Linked DNA regions of Mus musculus: region 2 is linked to region 1. Evidence: chromatin contacts called from public HiChIP or PLAC-seq data. All regions are on one chromosome and are shown on one strand. Each heading gives the region's core, a stretch centred on a gene start, on an enhancer-like site or on the middle of the called end of the contact. The rest is flanking DNA. Distances are from core to core; before and after follow the strand shown.

The links. HiChIP or PLAC-seq counts read pairs in DNA pulled down with a chosen protein or histone mark.
Region 2: an H3K27ac HiChIP or PLAC-seq map of microglia shows a contact between it and region 1, with 7 times the contacts expected there. The contact joins two enhancer-like sites. A contact is called at or near these places in 1 of 15 datasets of contacts at CTCF or cohesin (large pre-B cells), 2 of 484 Hi-C or Micro-C datasets (cortical neurons and ventral hippocampal neurons) and 7 of 115 datasets of contacts at active chromatin or transcription factors (T-cell acute lymphoblastic leukemia, differentiating embryonic stem cells, embryonic stem cells and 3 more).

Annotation. Positions count from the first base shown.
Region 1 is chr5:140,768,108-140,775,293 of GRCm38.p6, reverse strand. The region is part of intron 2 of Gna12 (guanine nucleotide binding protein, alpha 12); the gene reads left to right. Among named protein-coding and RNA genes, the nearest start is that of Gm30745, 22 kb to the right of the region's middle. Within about 2 kb of position 3,398, at least 68 of the 459 cell types and tissues checked have an H3K27ac peak or open chromatin away from gene starts, as enhancers often do. A contact at or near this core is called in microglia, where this site is marked.
Region 2 is chr5:142,439,426-142,446,076 of GRCm38.p6, reverse strand. The region is part of intron 2 of Foxk1 (forkhead box K1); the gene reads right to left. Among named protein-coding and RNA genes, the nearest start is that of Ap5z1, 21 kb to the left of the region's middle. Within about 2 kb of position 2,291, at least 68 of the 459 cell types and tissues checked have an H3K27ac peak or open chromatin away from gene starts, as enhancers often do. A contact at or near this core is called in microglia, where this site is marked.

The DNA of each region.
Region 1 (7,186 bases), core at 2,149-4,648:
CACACTCCAGCTCATGCTCACGTGAGGTCTCTGCCATAGCCACGTTTGTCTCTCTTGCTGGCAGAGAGTGTGTTGCTGTGTTAGTTGTCCAAATCTTCTCAAAGTGCAGTCTGGGCCCTTCACCCCTGAATCAACTCCAGGAGACTGAATTAGGACTCAGCATATCTGTAGGATGCTCCTCAGGTATTTCTGATACCCTCTTGTCCCTACCATGTCTGCCCATTTAGAAATCTACTATAGTTCCTAGGCATTATGGTTCCTGCCCTTCCTAGGAAATCCCATCTCTTAGAACAAGGAGCCTAATCTATCCTGCATTTGGTGCCCAGGCTTCTTCAAATGCACAGAGACCAGGCAGTTCTGTTTCTCTGCTGTGTTTATTGATGGAGCTAGCAGAGGCTTCCAGCTACCAGCTGAGACACCAGGCACAGGGATCCTAGGCTCTCGTGACTCAAAAGAAGGAAAATCAATCCTTTAAACCGTGTCTCCCATTTGAGCAGAGTTTCATGGTATTGGCCTTGAGCTCATGATCTTCTTCTTACCTCTGCCTCCAAAGTGCTGGACTTACAGATATGCCCTGCCATGGGGGCCCCTCAAGCCTTGATTCTCACGTCGACTTCCACCTCTGTTGTTCTTTACTAATCTCTATTCAAAATGTCTTCAGGCCCCATCACTTAAGTTTCTGTCTCCCAAGGCAGCTCAAGCTGACTCTTGCCTCATTTCAGTCCACTCTGTGGTAAGATTTCAGCCAGATTAAGGCTATAAAATAGAAAACAGTTATGCCTTGCATGTCTATAATGCCAGCACTCAAGAGGCCAAGGTTAGGAGGATTGCAAGTTTGAGGCCAGCCTGGGCCAACGGGTGTGTCTATTAGAATAAACTTAGACACCCAAAATACTGATTAGAAGGGAACTTGTTTTACATGTTTAGAAAGCTAAGTGACAGGCTGGAGATTGAGAGATTGTTCCGATGCTCTTCCAGAAGATTCTGGTTCCATTCCTGGCACTCAGCTATAACTCCAGTCCCAGGAGATCTAACACCTGCTTCTGGCCTCAGTGGGCCCCAGGCACACATGTGATAGACAGATAAATGAGGCAGAATACCCAAGCATATAAAATAAAAAACGTAGGGAAATTTTTATTTAAAAAAAAAAAAAAACAAACACTAAACTAAATTTGCCTGTGACAGCTACTGCTTTCTGCACCTCAGGTCCTGTCCTTTGGTCTTAAGAGTCTGGTTCACTAATCTATCCCAAGAACACTGACCAGATCCTCCATGATACCTTAACCTTTAAGAACATAAGGCACAGGCTTTGCTGCGTGTTCTCCTGACCTTCACCTTTAATTGGATGTTTGAGTCAGGAGAAGGTGTCATGTTCACAGAGCACACATTATTCTCTGCCCACTCAGACATTTGGCAGATCTTGTCCTGAGATTTTTGCCATCAACCTGGGGGAAAAAAAAAACAACAACAAAAAAACCCAACTTTTATTTTCCTTAAGCTTGAACACAAATGGTTATAGATGTCACAAGCTGTGGTTTGAGAGAGTCACTTAGGTTTCTGGGACCCACATGCTTTTTTTTTTTTTTTTTTAAGAAAGGTCTTCATTTGCTTGGTGACACAGTAGATTCCTGCTTTCCAGTCCACCTACCTCAGCACTGTGCCCCCAGCCTGGATGGGCATTTCACATAATTAATGCTTCCTAAGTCTCCAAGGATTTCACCAACTAAGAGGACAGGGTTGAGGCCAGTCATGCTCTGATCAGTCTCTACAGGACTCACTGGCATATGCTTTGAGGAAGGGGAGAGGCCCCACAACTGCCCTCTGAACAGCCAGGGTTTACTCAGAATCTGAGAAAATCCCAAGCACACTCAAGTGGAATCCAACACATGGAGCAGGCCATGGCCTTGACCAGGCCAGCTGACAGTCACTGAATTCCCACGCTGTGGCAGAGACATGGCAAAACTCTGCTGCCATGGTAGATCAGGGCATGAAGTCAAGGAGAGCCCCAGCACAGCTAATTGTGAAAAGTGTTACTGGAGTGGTGTGGAAGTCATGCTCCTGAGCCAGTAACCTCTGCACAGCATCTCAGCTGACAGAGGATGAGGATAGGCCCGGAACCTAAGCTCTGCTGGGCAAGTGCAGTGCCGAAGCCTTGAGGAGCCTCTGCAAAGTTCAGGCCAGCCTCCTTAGAGTAAACGTCTTTGGGGGGCTGGAGAGATGGCTCAGCGGTTAAGAGCACCGACTGCTCTTCCGAAGGTCCTGAGTTCAAATCCCAGCAACCACATGGTAGCTTATAACCATCCGTAATGGGATCTGATACCCTTTTCTGGTACGTCTGAAGACAGCTACAGTGTACTTACATATAATAAATAAATAAATCTTTTTTTTTTTTAAGTTGTCTTCATAGGAGAGCTGGGTCTGTGGCCCGAAGTCAGGTGCTCATCTGTCCATCAGTGGAAGGTGGCTAGTGACCTTGTTGCAACAAGGCCCTGCTGGCTGGGGAGGGAGCCCTGGGTGCCTAGGCTCCTAGAGTGGGCAGAGATGGTGGCCAGAGGTTGGTTGGGAAAGCCACCGTGAAGGCACAGTCCCTGGGTGTCCCCACTTTCTCCTTGTCTGGTTTGGGAGCTCTCAGGTGACTCCTGCTAGAAAGCACTGTCCAGGTTTGTGGTTGTTCTTACGCTGATGTTCAAAAAGTTATAGTGTCTCTATTACCATTTCTTGGTATTGGTTGGTTGATTTTGTTTGAGGGGGTGGCTTTTTACTTTGAGCTAACGTCAGGCCTAGAGAAGAGCTACAAGAGCTATTCTGAGTGCTCCAGTGCGGTGCACCGCTGTCTGGGCCTAGTCTCCTTCTTTCTTCCTGTTCCCCTTCTTCCTCCTCCCCTTCTCTCCCATCTTTCCCCTGTCATGTTTTCTGTGGTGTTTTCTAACCCTTGCAGCAACTGTAAGGATCGAGTTAAGATCTTGATAAACTTTCTAACAGGCAACAAGTTTAATTCTTCCCCATTCCCCTCTCTCGTGAGACATGGTAGAAAACGCCTTTTTTCCTCCCTCCCTCCCTCCCTTCCTCCCTCCCTCCTTCCCTTCCTCCTCTTTATTTTGTCTCAGAGACTGTCAAACTCCGAAGCCTATGCTGGTCTTGAACCCTGGTGACTGTTTTTTGGCTGGGCCAGTGAGTGCTGGTATTACAGGCTGAGCCACCACATTTGGCTCTATCTTCATCTAGGGAAGGATTCTATCTTACATGAGAAAGAATTCTGTGGGGCTGGGGAGATGGCTTGGTGGTTTAAAGCGCCCACTGCTCTTACAGCAGACACCGGTTCTTTATAGAGCAGGCTTCATTTCCTCCCTGCCTTGAGGAAATGGGGATCCACTTCGGGAATCCCCCGCTCCAGCAGCACAAGCTGCAGCCCCCCACTTCCTTCCCAGAGGCCCCAGAGGGGGGACTGGCTACTCTCCTCTGAGGACCTTTGAAGGGAGCTTGCTGGAGCTTGTAGTTCCATTTAGGGCTCTTACCCAGTTTCCTTTTAATTGACATGCAGGGTCTGTTTAACTTCCTGCTGCTATTTTGTCAAATAGCTGTGGTTTAATAAAGATGCACACGGCCTGTAACAGACTGTATAATTGGAGCGTTCCTACCCTGCAAGCTGAGGCTCTGAAGTAGATCTTAGCCCTGAACCTGCACTGAGCTACTCAGGATTATTAAACGGAGATGATTAATCCTCCTCCCAAGCAAGGCAGGAGCTGTCTTAAGTAAATAAGCAGGCTTTGTGGAAACTTTGTTCTTTTTCTTCAGTTTTTTAGAAGTGTATAATTCAAGGACTTTTCAGTAAATTTCCCCAAGTTGTGCAAACATCACCCTAAAACCATTTTTAAAACATTTCCATCACACCAGTGAGATCCATCCCACCCATGCACATTGGCCCCAGCTCCCAGCCCAGACAGTCCTTCAGCCATCTTCTGCCTGTAGACTCCCTGGGTGTTTCCTGTAAATGCAGTCATACAATAGCTGCCTTCTTTTTGTTGTTTTATTGTGCTGCTGTGGGGCAGGAGGAGAAGGAGACTCACAGTGCCCATGTACATGTAGAGGCCAGAGATTAATGTCACTATCCTGTCAACTCTTCATCTTTGCTTTGTATTGTCTTGAGACAGGGTTTTGTGTCGCCCTGGTTGGTCAGGAATTCACTAAGTAGACCAAGCTGGCCTTGAACTCACAGAGATGCACCATGAGTGCTGACATTAAAGGAATGACCACCACATCTGATTCCTCCGGCTTTTTTTTTTAAGCATTTTTAATTTTATTTATTCGGGGTGGGGGGTTGCTCTCATGTGTATCTGTGCACCATGTGTATACCTGGTACCCAAAAGATTCTAAGGGAGACCCTTGGATCCCCCAGGAACTGGAGTTACAGGGAAAGGGTTGTGAGGCACCTCATAAGTGCTAGGAATGAACCCTGAGTCCTGTGCAAGAGCTGCCAGTGCTCTGAAAGCTGAGTCAACTCCAGACCTATCTTATATTTAGAGGCAGGGTCTCTCACTAAACCTGGAGCTCACCAATCGGTAGACTGACTACTAGCCATCACTACTCCCAGTGCTGGAGTTTCAAACACACACTGCCATGCCCTGGTTTTTCCGTGGGTTCTGAGGATACTTCACCTGCTGAGCCAAACCCCCCAGCCGGCCCATAGATGACTGCTTTAATTTACCATTAACATGTTTGAGTTCCCTCAAGTTCTCCGTGCGTGCAATATCAGGAGGCCATGCACTTTAGTTGCTGTGTTACATTGTGTGGATGAACGGTGTTTTCTCCACTAAGGACAGTGCTGCTGTGAACAGCTCTGTCTGGAGCTTAGACCTGGGTCTTTGTGCATGCTGGGCAGGATCACCACTGAGTTCCATCCTAGCCCTCTTCTCGATGTATATTTTGGGACAGTCTCACTCAGGTGCCCGGGCTAGCCATGAACTTGAGATCTCCCTGTCTCAGCCTTCCTAGTGGCTAGGATTGCAGGCCTGAACCACGAGACCATACTGTTAGGAAGCTTTTAAATGAGAGATAAATATGGACAGTGCTCACTAAGGGCTTTATTCTTTTAGGGTGTGGTTTCTCCCTTATGTCCAGCATTATCCTGTTTTCTGTGAGAACTGGAGCCTCTTGGTAATGGTAACTTTGCTGATTTTTGTAGTGGGGTCATTCCCTGGGGAGGAGTCTGTCTAGGTAAGCATTTAGAGAGCTGTGAATGATGAACAGCAAACAAGCCTGCTATGATGTCCCCCTTTCTATCCTTGCTAGTACAGACAACTGAACCTGAGAGAGAGCGCTTTGTGAATGTGCATATGGGGATGCACATTAGCATGCACACTTGCTTGTGGCTGTCCTCAGAGGCCAGAGAGGGTGTTGGATTCCCTGGAGCTAGAGTTATAGGCAGTTGTAAGTCATCTGATGTGAGCACTGTCAACCAAACTCCGGTCCTCTGGAGGAGCAGCAAGTGCTCTGGCCCCCATTCCCACCTCCCAATTTCTCAATGAACATTCTCTTCTAAATAAGAACCCACTGGCTATAGGGTAGAATATGATAAAAATAGTGTATCTTCTCCAGCCAGCTTCAAGAAGCTAAACTCTGTGATGTACCTCTATTTACCAAGCTTTGAACTTTTTCAAAAAAAAAAAAATCAAGTTAAATTCTCCAAAATGTGGAAAACATGTTGCTTTGAGAGACAAGTCATTGACACCTTTCAAATGTCCTCTTTGTCCAAAAAGTCCCTGCTGCTCAGGCTATGGGAAGATGACACTTCACCTGGCGCTATTCCTGCATAAACGGCTAATGTTGCTCCAAGGAGGTACCCTGAGGTGGCCTGGCGTTGGCTTCTGAGCATTCCAGACTGTGCTGTGAAGAGCCCTCTTAGTGGCCCTGCTGTCAGAGGAGCCCCAAGTCTCCATTCTTGAACAGCTGGCACATTGGTTCGGATTGGTTTGAGACAGACTCTTCCCTACATCGCTCAGGAGCTCCCTGCCTTAGCCCCCCAAGTGCTGGGATTACACACATGTACCACCACTCCTGGCCCGACACCAGTTCTAGAAGATGAAAAGCTAGGCCGGGCGTTTACTTCACATCCATAAAGGGGAAAAGTGGGATGTTAGCTAGGATTTGCACTCTGCTTGGTTGGCAAGTTGGTTTCATATAAGCAGTTTCATTCATTTGTTGAGTTCTTCCTGCCTGGGCCTGTGCACTCCCCTCCACAGGGACCTGTGTGGAAGCTGTCTGCTGGTGACAAACGAGCAGAACTTTGTTTATTTTGTGGGAGGGTAGTGCTAGGCGTCAGATCCAGACCTCATACATGCCAGGCAAGTGCTCCACCAAGAGCTCCATCCCAGCCCTCAGTTTGCTTTATATTTTGACAGGAGCTTGCCATGCAGCCCAGGCTGGCTTTGAGTTTAGGGTGCTCTTGCCTCAGTCAGCTGCTGCTCCTTCCTTCCTTCCTTCATCTTTCCTCCTCCTCCTTCATCCTAACCCTTCTCTTCCTCCTCTTCCTCCTCTTCTGCTCTGAACCAGCCTTAGACTGTGGGCCTCTTGGTGTCACCTTCCTGGTGCACATGAGTCTGGTCTGTGAGTGGCAGGTGTGTCACAGTGTTAGCCTCAGACAGTAGCCGGAGTGGATGTTTACTGTGTCAGACAAGGCCTTGACTCATCATGAGCCAAACAAGAGAAGCATCCCTCAGAGGACCATTTGTGCTGGAGCTGAGCATCTGCCATGTGAAGCTGTCACACTGGCAAGTTGGCAAGTGTATGCTGCCATTCATGGTCAGATGAGGTCATTCTGTGTCTACATCTCCAGCGGGACATGGGAACAGCAATTCTGCTATTTACACCACTGTGCACACCACCGTGTGCGGGTGTGTGTGTGGGTGTGTGAGTTGGGGCGGGGTCTCCTAAAATCCTGATAACTTCTCATCAGCAGAACATTCAAGAAGGGAGAGCCTCTGAGAAGAGGAGAAGGCAACTTCTGTTTGTTATCTCTGGTCAGAAGCCAGGAAGGAGATCTCAGCTCCTTGTCCAAGTCCAACTTGAGAGTGCTAGTTGAAGGGATGGCTTGCTGAGTCAGTGGTCCTGGGGCCACAGGCTCAGGAGCCAGAGCATCAGGCAAGAGGCAGCACAAGGGCTCTTTATGAGGAGCAGGAGGCCTGGACAG
Region 2 (6,651 bases), core at 1,042-3,541, 1.7 Mb before region 1:
AAGAGAGGGGCTGGGGTTGTGGTCAGTGGCAGAGGGCTTGCCTAGCATGTGTGAGACTCTGGGCTCAGGATGCATTTATGCCCCTCCCCCACTTGAGAAGGCAACCTCAGCTGATTCAGCCTGGCTCCTGCCAGTGAGTGATCCTTGTGTGGCCACAGTTGGGATGTGCAACGAGCACTCCAGTCCTGAGTCTGTAATGGCGGTTTCCCAGCAGCCTCTGCGAGGCAGACAGCAGAACAGCATGCTTTCTCAATCCACCTCCCTGAACAACCGCTGCAAGCAGGCTACAAGGAGAGAGCTGCGCCTGAGGCAGGGCATCCTGCGGCTGGGGCTCAGGTCTCAGAGCCTTAAAATGACCACTGGGACCGCGGAATCCCTGGCCAAGTGAGGAGAAATTCACAACAAGGGTGAACAGCCGAGAGGGTTGGAGCCTGCAGACCAGCCTATGGCAGCAAGACTGACTCTGCCTTTAAAACCCAAACAAACAAACAAACAAACAAACAAAACCAAAACAAACCTAAAAGCTGTCCTCACAGAACCACAGTGAAACAACAGAGATGCCTGCAAGGTTGCTCTGATCCTGGGGAGTCAAGGTTGATCCTGGGGATCAAGGTTGCTCTGATCCTTCAGGAGGAGCCTTTTGCTTCTAGGGAAGGCAGAGCCCTCCCTGTGGGGAACCCAGGACTCAGTCCCTAAAAAAACTGACTGGCTCCACCCTGGAGCCAGAGAGCCAGGACTTGGTGGAGGGCCGGCTTGGAGAGTGTGATGGAGTCTGCATACAGGAAGCAGAGCCGAATAAACTCATGCCTGTCACTGTCAAGTAAGTTGCTGTTGGCCAATGAGAGACCCTGTCTCAAACAACAGAGAGGAAAACCGAGCACAGCCTCAGAGGAGTTCACACACACACACACACACACACACACACACACACACACACACACACACGCACGCACGCGCGCACGCACACACACACACCCGGTGGTGAGCACACTCTGAAGACAATGATGAAGCTTGCAGGCTGTAGTGCCAGTCAGCTCCTGGGGACTGGCCTGGCCCTGGCCTGTTCCAGCAGCAACCTTGATAATCTCATGCTGGCCCTGTGACAGCCTGGGCCACACCCTGGAGCCTGGCTTGCTTGACTCCTCAGTCATGCCGAGAAACACTGCTGCCTGGCTCAGGTGTCCAGGGCCCCTGACAGGCACAGGCAGCCATACAGGCAGTCACTTCTTACTTTCTTTTTCTTTTCTTTCTTTCATTTATACAGGGGAGGGAACATGCTAATCTTCTCCAGGGCCTCTTTAGCTGGCCTTGAACTTGCTAAGCAGCTGAAGGAGGCTTTGAACTCCACTGCACTTCTGCATGTTACTGTGAGCAGATTTCAAACAGAGAAACCTGAATGGAGGAGGAGTACCACACCCCACCCTACCCAACACCTTGACAGTGTCAGTAGCAGGGCCTCTCTGGTCACTTTCTTCCAGTGCCAGCCTCACAGCCAGTGTGGAGACCCTAGAACTGCTGGGTTCAGGGGAACAGTACTGTCAAATTGGGGGTGGAGGGTTACAGTCTGCAAGGGCTGCCAGGGCCAGGGCTGTGAAGGTACCACAGCTGGTAAAGTGCTGGCCACATAAGTATGAAGATCTGAAATTGATGTCTAGAACCTACATCAAAAAGCTGGGTGTGGTGGCTGGCACTTGTAATCCCAGCACGGAGGAGGCAGGAGGCAGGGGGCAGGGGGCAGGAGGGTCCCTGGGACTCACAGGCCAGTCAGCCTAGAGTAACTGGGGGGTTTTAGGCCAGGGAGTGCACCCTGAGGACACTGGGGAGAACTGGTACCTGAAGTTGAACTCTGCCCCCCCCGCCCCCCACGGGTTTGGGCACAGGGTTGTCACCCAGCTACTCGGGCAGCTGAGGTCCGAGCGAGAACAGGCAGTGAAGGGACTCGAGGTCGAGGACTTGCCTCCCAATCTCAAGTCCCTCAACAGTGTTTTCAAAAGGGGCCGAGTCACCAGGCTGGCGGGGCGGCCGCTCAGGACCCTTCTCGGGAAGTAGGTGAAGAATGCTCCTTAATAACCCGAGAGGAGTAATTCAAGAAAGAAAGACATGTGAGTCCAGGATGGAACCTTTTCCTCCCGGAAGTCCTGGATGAGGAGGAAGACCACTCGTGGGTCAGAAGGTCCTACCTAGAGCCAGGGCCGGGCTGCGGAGGCAGCAGCCTGCCAGAAGGGTGCGGGACACCGAGCACGCTGGACCACACAGAAAAGGGGAATTACAAACCCCAAGATGGGGAAAACAAGACAGAGTACAAGGAAGGAAATGGCTGGGCCCCGTAATTGTGACACACATACAATAGGAGACTCTGGCAGGAGCTGAACCAAAGACGATGGAACTTTACTGGGGAGAGGGAGGAGACGTGAAATCCAAAGTCCCTCTCGGAAACACGAGGCCCTGACGCAGAAGGACGCCTGCAAAGGGCAGGCCATGCGGGACAAGCCAGAGGGGCCCTAGGGGAGTCCCTCCACTGTGGGAACCGCACGACACCCACCATTTACTGCTGAGTTTGAACAAAAGGGCAGAGAAGGAAGATCTTCAGAGGCAAACACTGCAGACTTATCCTCAAGCATGTCTGTGCCCTGCGCAGGTGAGGTGCTCTGCGCAGGTGAGGTAGGTGCCCTGCGCAGGTGAGGTGCCCTGCGCAGGTGAGGTGCCATGCGCAGGTGAGGTAGGTGCCCTGCGCAGGTGAGGTGCCCTGCGCAGGTGAGGTAGGTGCCCTGTGCAGGTGAGGTGCCCTGTGCAGGTGAGGTGCCCTGCGCAGGTGAGGTGCCATGCGCAGGTGAGGTGCCCTGCGCAGGTGAGGTGCCCTGCGCAGGTGAGATAGGTGCCCTGTGCAGGTGAGGTGCCCTGTGCAGGTGAGGTACCCTGTGCAGGTGAGGTGCTTGCAGGCAAGCCTGACAGACAATGCAAGTTCAGTTCCCTGAACCTGCCTGCGTGGTAGAAGGGTGTAGCACGGTGTGTGCGCGCACATACATACTAATAAATACATGGATTTTGTTTTGTTTTGTTTTTTGTTTTTGTTTTCAAAAAGAATGTGTTCTTCTAAGGTAAGTGTCATGTTACTTAAGTCCCTGGAGCTCCTTCAAAAGATTAACTTTGCTTCTGAAACCACAAAGTACCCAAGGTGGAAAACACCCTAATATTAGGTACTCGTTTAAAAATCGTGTGCATATGATGTGTGTATATGTAATTATATATGTATGTATGCATGTATGTGTGCAGGTCAGAGGACAGCTCAGCTAGCTGGGCTATACGCTATCTTTGCATAGGTTCTGGAGATCTGAACTTGGTCTCACCACTGACCAGCCCAGCCCAATATCAGCTACCTTTAGGCAGTCTTACGGCAGGAGAGGGGAGCCATCGCCCTATATCTGGGGGTCTGATACTGGATCTGGGCTCTCAGGCCTTTGCCAGGCCAGGTCTATGTTTTTCGAAGACTTCTCACCGGTGCGACATCTGGGGAGGAAGGGCTGTCCAGTGCAGACACGGTGACCATACAAAAGTTCCCTGCAGGCTGATGAGACAGAGCCCAAGTGGTGCTACACAGGGACACACACCTCAGATGCAGCCACTGGGATCCCAGGAGAACTGGGATGGCCCCCACCAAGCTCGACTGGAAACCCAATGTTGCAGCACCCCAGACAGTGCAGGATGACACACAAACAGCAGGGACAGGCCAAAGGAACACGGAGGGCCCTAAACCCGCTGGTGGGGAGAAACCAAGTTGTCAGATGGGAAAGGAAACAAGGTAAGGCCTGTTGGTGCAGACAGGGACAGGAAACAGCAGACTCAGTGTCCGTAGATGCCTAGAACATTCGATGCCGCCTTCAAGTTCTAATGTGATCACAGGAAGGTTACACAACCTGAAGGAAGCACCAAAGTTTGCCAGGAAGACAAGCATTCAGGAGGCTCCTTTTCCAGAGGTACGCATGCAGAGACCTCCAGGTGTCCCTGAAGTCCTAGACAGCACAGAGCCTGACACACACCATCGCTTCCTACGTTCCTACGTTCCTACTCCACGATAAAGCGTGGCCTGTAACTTACCGGCAGAACTTGCTGTGCTGCTGGTCTTTGGCACGCCTGAATTTGACCCTCCCCGCCCTCTCCCAGTACTGATGCATGCCAGGTTAAGTGATCTACCATGGGGCTTCATCCCCAGCCCACAGTGCAGACTGGGTAATCCAGCCACCCACCAGATACACTGGGCAGGGAGTCACACACAGGGGAGGAGCTATGCAGCGCTGCACTTGATTGAAGACTTGTAACTTGCTCATTTTCTGCAGTTTTCCACTTGGTATTTTTGGACTGTGCATAACTGAAACCACAAGCAAGTGAAACTAAGGCTGGGAGTGGGTTGGGGTGGGGAGGGGAGGGGCGGGGCTCGGTGGGGTGCTAGACTTCTGATGCAGACTGGGGTGCTCTCCAAACGCAAATCTCCGAGAGCACAGGAGACTGAGCTAGCCCTAGCCCGCAGTAAAGTAGAACTGTACTACAGCTCCATGACTAAGGGGGCCAGTTCTCTGATGCCGACTTCCCTTCATTCACATCACCACTGCTAACCTTTGCTACACGTGTACATGCAGGGGGCGGGCACGGCACTGCACAGCCTGGGTGTGGAAGACGGCAACTTTAGGGACTCAGCTCTCCCCTCCACCATGCGGCTTCGGGACTGAGCTCAGGTCTTCAGGCTCGGGAGGGAGCACCTTCCTTTACTCACTGAGCCATCCCACCAGCCTTTCCATCTTAATTTTGGGACAGGGTCTGTAACAGAAGCGAACCCTGAGTTCCCAGTTTCAGCCAGACAGGCTGGCCTCAGATCTGCAATCTTCCTGCCTCAGCGCCCTGGGTGCAGGGATTCCTGGTAAATGCCTGGTGCTGGGACCCACAGGCTACTTTCATGGCTGCTATGGCAGTCTGCTGAAGTGTAGTCCCACGGAGCCTGCTTTAGCCTCAGTAGCCTCAGCAAATGATTAACCAGCTCCCTGTTTTCCTAAATCACTTGCTCTTCACAGAAAGAAAGGTCAAAACACTGCCGAAGCTGCAGTTTCTTTCAAAGAGCTCATTCATCTGCTGGGCGGAGCCCTGCAGGCAGGGACAGCCCCCCCAAAAAAACCCAACATACACACAACTCAAAACCACAGCGGAACAACCCGCCCTGGGAAATAAGGAGCCACCCAACAAACTGAAGCCAGCCTGGTGGGGGGGGGGTGGGGGGGGGGTGGAGTGAGGCAAAGGTACCGAACCCTGGGATCCGCTCCATGGAGGGAGGAGCCACAGCTGGGAGGTCCCCAAGCCTTCGGTGCCCAGGTCGGCCAATAGGGACCCGCTAGCAAAGCTCACCAAATTAGGCAAGCAGACTGAGCAGGGCGGGGCCCACTGCTGCGGGCTGGGAAGTCAAACCCTTTCCCCAAGCCTGCCCCACCCTGGCTCCCGCTGCCTGGGAGAGGAAGGGCAGGGCGTGTTTGTAAACACGTGGGCTCCACCCCTACACAGAAACTCAAACTGAGAAAGTCTTGGCAGGCGAACCTCCAGCGGCCGGCCGCTGAGCTTTACAAAAGCTCAATGGAATTCCTCAGTGTGGAGATAAACGGATGTCAACAGAGATCTTTTGTTGTGACACTTAAAGGCCCAGGGAGTCCAGAGCAAGTCCCAAGCCACTGTCAACAGCGACTGCGGACAGAGTGACCACGCACCCGTGGGAACTCAGGAGGAGCCAAGGGCCTGCCCCCTCCCAGCAGTACCAGGAATGTGGCAGACACAAAGTCGGGACTCCAAGGGAGCACTGGGGACACCAAAGCACCAACTGCTGGGCGGGGGTTCGGGGAGAGGGGGAGGTCTTTACAGCCACTGTGCCACCTGACCAAAAGCCACTCTACACCCGACCTATGATCACTCAGTGTCTTAGCCAGCTGGCTGCTGTTTTGTTTTTGAGACAGGGTCTCATGTAGCTGGGGTATTACACACGGCTTTTGATCCTCCAGCCTCCACCTGCCCAGAGCTGGGGCTGCCATGGGCCACTGCGTCTGCTGTTATCAGTGCTCAGGATCTTGCAGGCTTTCTTGGCAAGCAGCGCTCCACCAACCAGCCCCACTCCCAGCACGCACCACTTTTTCTTTGTATTGTCAATGAGAAACGTTGAAGCCAGGCATGCTTGTGCCTTTAGCCCCAGCTCTGGGGAGGCAGACGCACACAGGATAATTGAGGCCAGCCTATGTAGTGAATTCCAGAGTTACAAAGTGAGATCCTGTCTCAAAAACAAACAAACAACACAAAAAACTACACTATTCAATCCCACAATCACGTACCCTACCTAGTACTGGATATTGAACCAAGAGCCTTTGTTTGTTTGTTTGTTTGTTTGGAGATGAGGCCTCACTATATAGTCCTGGTGTTTCTATAACAAATAACGTAGCCGGCTGGCCTTGATGTGACCCTCTGGCCTCAGCTCCCAAGTGCTGGGATTTCAGGTGTGTGCCACCATGCCATGCCGGGCTAACCTAGGGCCCCTTTCAGGCCCCTAAAGTGTCTACCCCTGAACTCATCCAGGTCCTCTTCTTATTACAGGATGACAGGGTACCACTTGTTGCCCAGGCTCATTTT